Regions from separate parts of the Mus musculus genome. Here region 2 is linked to region 1. A link is a contact called in public promoter capture Hi-C data. All regions are on one chromosome and are shown on one strand. Each heading gives the region's core, a stretch centred on a gene start, on an enhancer-like site or on the middle of the called end of the contact. The rest is flanking DNA. Distances are from core to core; before and after follow the strand shown.

Region 1 (2,844 bases), core at 232-2,731:
AGAAGCTCTGTCCCCTCAGAAATCCTATAAAAGCACTGCCCCTTTGTCCAGTTTCCTGCTGTCTGCCCCCCCCCCCCCCCCCCCCCCCCCGAGAGCAGAGGGCAGCCATTCCTAGATTAGTCCCTCCTCCTCCTCCTGGAGTCTTCCCTCCAATAAATCTCTTTCATAAAATTTCCTGCTTGGTGTAACTCTCCTGTCAGAAAAGAAGCAAGGAAGAGAAGAGAAGAGAAGAGAAGTGGAGAGAGCGGGGCTGAGGCTTCCTCTCAGAGCTGTGTGGTTCCCGGGTCCTTGTGTCTCACGATGCCTTTCCATTGGGACACCTTTCCCCTCAGAATTTTAAGGTCCCTGGGCTTCCGAGTCCCTTCCATCTGATCAGAAACACAACAACCAGACCTGGAATTGTCTGTCGATCCTTTAAAAACTACTTTTAATTCACCATTTGTGTACATATATGTAGACCCGTGGGAGTTTATGTACATCACAAGCATCCTGGTGCCCATATTTCCTCTGCTTTTTGCTTTTGAAAACTTTTCTTCAAAGGCATTCCAATCTATTCATTACACTCTACAAACGGGGTGGAAGTGTATCAGTCCCTTGCCTAACACATTCGAGGGCCTGAGTCGGCTTCCTAGCATCAAATATATATATATACACTACGGGGTGCAAGTATTAAAAAAAAAAAGTAAATTTTATAAAACTGGACCCTGGCTCTCTGCCTACGATCGAACTGCACCGGGCGCAACATCCCACCCGGGTTACCTTGAGCTCGGGGTAGCTCAGCACTACCAGGGAAGCGCAGGCCCGGACACTGTCCCCTTTCACGAAGGACACATCCACGCCCCCGACCTTCTGCAGGCCCGAGAAGCTGGGGTCCCGCTGCCAGGCCTCCGTGTCCCGATCCACCACGCGCGCTTTCAGCCGGGCTTGTTCCCTAATAGGACACGAACATCAAACGGGCTCAGGGCCCATGGGAAGAGCGCGACGCTCGGGGCGTCCCCCCTCCCAGCCCACCCTCTCTCCTTTTTGTCCATCAAGCCACACTGAGAAGGAAAAGCTCTCGGCGATGGGAATCCCCGGTACCGGAAACGAGGACCACGCCCACAAAGGCTGGCTGCAACTTCCGGCAGCCGGCGGCCCGGAGCAGGCCTGTGCCGCAGCACCGAGGGTCAGTTTCCCAGCCGCCACAGGGGCTGTGAGGTCGGAGGTCACTGGAGAAGGCCACCCCCTTGGCTAATGCACGACCCCGACCCCATTACCCTTTCCACAGCGACAGGGTTTCCTCTGGCGGCCGCTCAGCGGCCGTGTGAGCCATGGCTAGCGCCTCGAGGCTTTGAGGACGTCACTTCCGGAGCGCCGGCGCCGAGCTGTTAGCCTCGCTCGTTTAGCGTCCCTCCGCTTCAGCTGAGGTTGCCGCCACCAGGGGCCGCTGTCACAGCAGTGCTGGGCGCCGAGCGCTGACTTCTTCCCGCGCGACTCTCTCAGATGCCGGCGTCCCGTCCCGTAGGTGGGTTGGCGCACAGGTTTGGGAAATGCAAGCCCAGCTCTGCGCCTTACCTGGCGCCTCCAGCCCTCCAGCAGCTTCGGCCCCGCTCTGAAAAGATTGGCCAGCAGTTGCATCCCTCGCACACACGGAGCCCTGAGCCCTGGGGTAACGCGGTTCCAATTACTGCCAGGTTCGGGTCCGCACATCGACACATTGCGTATGAGCACGCGCTTGCGGAGCAGAAAACCTCTGTGCAAACTTGAGACACCTTTGCAGCATAGATTTTTTCAGTTGTACCGATTGTGAGAAATTAGTCCGGAATAAGAACTCAAAAACCAGTGAAGTCGAGGGTCCTGGGCGTGGGCGCACTCCATTAATTCCAGCATTTGAGTAAAGAGGATCCCTGAATACGAGGCCAGCCTGGTTTACAGTAATTGAGTTCTAAGACAACCAGGACTACACGGAGAAATCCCATTTCGAAAAAACAAAAACAAAGGATCCTCCAGACCAGGGTGTGTGTGTGTGTTAGTTAGGGTTCTTCTAGAGGAAGAGAACCGATAGAAAATACATAAAGGGGATTTAGAGCTTGCCATAAGCAGGCAAAAAACAAAAGCTTCCTTCTTTCATGTCTTTTTATACAGGCTGCCACCAGAAGGTGTGTCCTAGATAGAGGGCAGGTATCTGGACTCTTAGGTTTTAGTTCATTCCAGATATAGCCAAGTCCACAAACAAGATTAGGCACTACAGGGTGTCAACCCAAAACAAAACGCAAAGTTGGCTATGCTCAACGATTTGGTGCAGAACTGTAGTTTTTATATTCTTGATTGCATTAGTCTGCCTCATTCATTTCCTGCTGGGTGAGTACTTAATGAGGACCAGTCTTTCTGTTTCTAGTATAGGTCTCTTACCCCAAATACCCATCCTGTCCGTTTAGTACCCAGAGCCTTACCTAATGTGTATCTCCCTCTCAATGACATGAGCTCAGCAGACTGTAGTGTTTTTTTTTTTTCTTAGAGATTTATTTTCATTCTTGTAAGTCTGGTAACGAATGCAGGTGCCCACGGAGACCAGAAGAGTTAGATTCCCCTGGAGCTCAAGTTACAGGAGCCTGTGGTCCTCTTGACATGGGTGCTAGGCATTGAATTTGGGCCCTCTGAAACAGCAGCACATATTTGGCAATTGCTGAACCAGCTCTCCAGCTCTAGATTGTAGCCTTTTGTTTGTCTTTACCTTAAGACAAAAGAGCCAAGGCCAGCAGGTACCAGCAGGAAGGACTGGGGTTTGCGACCTCTTGCTTTTTTATGATCTGGTAAACTTAAGTGTATCTAAGGTACCTTCTCTGGTATTAGAAACGGATGGTT
Region 2 (2,844 bases), core at 207-2,706, 610 kb before region 1:
ACTATACAAAATTAAATCATCTTCATGTTACATCTCAACCAAATCCAGATCCTCATGTACACACTGCCGGGAAACAGCCCTGCCCTGCCTGCCCATGGTTCAGGGTGGGAGGAACCATTACACAGCAGGAACTCTGCTGCCCATATGCGTGCTGTCAGGACAGGGCCTCCACGCCCACCGCTCTTCCTAGGAGCCTCCCATCATGGTCTTCTTGGCCTGGAAGAGAAAGCATTTTGTTTCAGTGACTTATTTCCAGTTTAGATATGGCTTAAAGCAAGACATCTACCACATCAAATGCCACCTTATCCCAACCACGCTAAAGAACTGAGATGCTAGTGTGTCTCGGGGGGTCCCAGCCTGGGCTCACCTACAGAGGACGCCTGGCCCCTGTGACTGAGAGTTTCTGTTATGAGATGGGCAGGGATGGAGGGGGAACCACAGGGGGGTGCCTTTATCTGGTCCAGGCAAAGCAGCAGATGGAGTCACACAATTCTGGTCAGCCACAGAGAGGGTGGCAGGGACAGCAGAAACTCTGAGCATTAGGAGTGTGTTTAGGGTTTCAATGACAGCTGCTGGCCACCAACCACAAGAGTAAAGGCTTGTGTCAAGTTAGAAGGAACAAGAAAAGCGCAACACCTGACGACTGAACAGCCTCTGCCGGGAAACCAAAGGCTGTATGTAGGTGAGGCTGGGCTGTAGTCAACTCAAACACTGCTCCTCATTCCCGCCGAGGCTACTGTGGACCTGCTTCTGATGCAGTGTGTCTGTCACCCTGGGTTCTTAACCACCGACCCTAGCTCTAGTGGAGGGGTCATGGGCAAAAAGGCCAGGATCAAGAACCCAAGCGGCTCTCAGCATCGCTTCCGTGCTGCAGGGAGAACCTGCTGCGGACCTTGCACTTTACTCCTCGGGGACAGGGTGCGTCAGGGGTGCGTGCCTAGCAGGACACTGCCCTGGCATCTAGCAGGAATTGCTGGGAGAAACCAAGTGGAGCTGGGGTCGGTCTCATCGGGTTGCCCATCGGCAAGACGCCAACAGCTAACTGGAGGCCCTGTCCCCTTGTCACTGGAGTTGCTTGGCGGAAAAGAGGACGCCAGACAGAGATGACGTAGCAGGGACACGCCCACCTACCGCGGCGGCGAAGCAGCTCCGCAGGGCCTCGAACTCGCGAACGCAGAGGTCCTTACTCAGGCGGCCTCCTGGGGCGGTGGACGCCTGCACGCACTTGCCATAAGCCGAGGCCTGAGGGAAGACGGGACAGTACAGGGACCTGACCCGAGTCGCCACCCATCCCGCTTCCGCTTCCGCTCCGTTCGCTCCGTACCTCAGCTCCACAGGCCGCCAGATGCTCGGGGAAGGCTCGGAAACGGCTCCGCACACGCCCCCACACCGCTCCGTTCACAGACATGAGCGGTCCTTTTAGGCTCTCGAGGGCGCCGCCATCTTGGGCCCTGCCTCTTCCGGAGTCGAACGCGTGAACATCCGGACTCTCCGCCTATCCTATTTTCTGGTTGGTCAGAGTCACAGTCCTGTGCTTCTGTAATTGGTCGCCGTTCTTGTCCGTCTCTTGCTGAGACTTTGGATTGGCTGAGACGCAGATGTTCCCGCCTTCGTGCCCGCCCCTTGCGAGCGATTGGTCGGGGGAGCGAGAGGAGCGCGACGATTGGAGGATCGAAGCCTGGCGGAAGCGGGGCAGTTTGGGAGGTTACCTGGACCATGGCAGCTGTGCCGCCCCTGCGGGACCGCTTGAGCTTCTTGCATAGGGTGAGTGAAACTCGCCGGGTGTGCTGACCTCCGGCGCCCGGGAACCTCGCTAGATTAGCGGGGACAGACACTGTCCAGCAGCTGCCGAGAATGAGTGTGCCTGCCGTGATAGCAGAAGGTTAACCCCAAGGGCGGCGGGCGATCTCCAGCGGGGCCCATCGGCTCTCCCCAGGCTTCATTTCAGAAGATCCTGGAAGCTCGTACATCTCTGGGGGACAGGGGGCATCTGGAAGGCCATAGCCACGGGGTGGCGAGAGCGGAGCCTGCTGCCAGCTGTTGACTGCAATAAATTGATTGCCTTGAGCTTTCTGACTGGATCTTGAGGGCACTGAGTGGCCCCAGGGACCCTTCTTAGGCTTTTAAGAGTCCCTGCTACAAGAGATCAGATCACTCAAGTCTGGGACAAGATCTGAAGTACTGAACTGTGCAGCTCCCTCCCTACAGATCCCCTTGAAGGCACTGTAGACAAATAGCACGGTGAAGACATACTTGTCTTAAATGTTCCTAAACCTCGCCCTCTCATCCAGATACTGATGGATGAGATGAGGTGTTCCCAGATTTCAACCAAGTAAACACCATAGGCTTGCAGGGACACGCAAGGAAGTAAGTAAGCAAGCACAACCAAGCTGATTCATGACTCAATAAGATGGAAGTTTGCTATCTTCAAGGAACCTTAAAGTCCCCAAGCTGAGCGGTTCTCACTCTTTGGGTCTGTACCCAGTAGTCTCACCCATCCAATGCACAGAAAGCCCTGAGATTCTTTCTGTTGCTGTTACTTAGTGTAGGAGGCAGGGGCTGAACCTCATCTTGACCTCGTTAGAGAACCTTTGTTGATTTTCCTCTTTCCCGGGTCACTCCTCCATGCCAGAGCAGAGCCTGTTTGCAGCTCTGCTTTGTGGCCCTTAGGGTGACTGTGGCCCTGCCCAGACTCTCTCCTGGGCAGTTTTAGCCCCAGTCAGCATGAGGCTTGCTTCCATTCCCTTCAGTGGCTGGGACCTACCCTGTCTAAGATGGCAGCTCACCATGGCCCTCATTCCCCTACAGCTCCCCATCCTGTTGAAGGGGACCTCAGATGATAGC

The links. Capture Hi-C pulls out chosen DNA fragments and counts their contacts.
Region 2: a contact with region 1 is called in a promoter capture Hi-C map of liver, with 3 times the contacts expected there. The contact joins the promoter of Ndufaf8 here to the promoter of A930037H05Rik in region 1. A contact is called at or near these places in 11 of 39 promoter capture datasets (the 3T3-L1 cell line, 3T3-L1-derived adipocytes, the C10 cell line and 6 more), 1 of 15 datasets of contacts at CTCF or cohesin (large pre-B cells), 9 of 484 Hi-C or Micro-C datasets (B cells, CD4 T cells, CD8 T cells and 5 more), 13 of 115 datasets of contacts at active chromatin or transcription factors (the SCID.adh cell line, T-cell acute lymphoblastic leukemia, astrocytes and 9 more) and 4 of 9 other capture datasets (adipose tissue, liver, macrophages and 1 more).

The regions. Positions count from the first base shown.
Region 1 is chr11:119,489,872-119,492,715 of GRCm38.p6, reverse strand. A930037H05Rik (RIKEN cDNA A930037H05 gene) reads left to right here and starts at 1,481. Exons shown (of 4, transcript NR_153849.1): 1 at 1,481-1,673. It overlaps Endov (endonuclease V), which reads right to left and starts at 1,369. Exons shown (of 9, transcript NM_001164636.1): 1 at 1,257-1,369; 2 at 760-931. The coding sequence starts at 1,312.
Region 2 is chr11:120,097,546-120,100,389 of GRCm38.p6, reverse strand. Ndufaf8 (NADH:ubiquinone oxidoreductase complex assembly factor 8) reads right to left here and starts at 1,456. Exons shown (of 3, transcript NM_001110242.1): 1 at 1,325-1,456; 2 at 1,132-1,242; 3 at 1-216. The coding sequence starts at 1,408. The coding sequence ends at 187. It overlaps Tepsin (TEPSIN, adaptor related protein complex 4 accessory protein), which reads left to right and starts at 1,659. Exons shown (of 13, transcript NM_183137.2): 1 at 1,659-1,764; 2 at 2,809-2,844. The coding sequence starts at 1,717.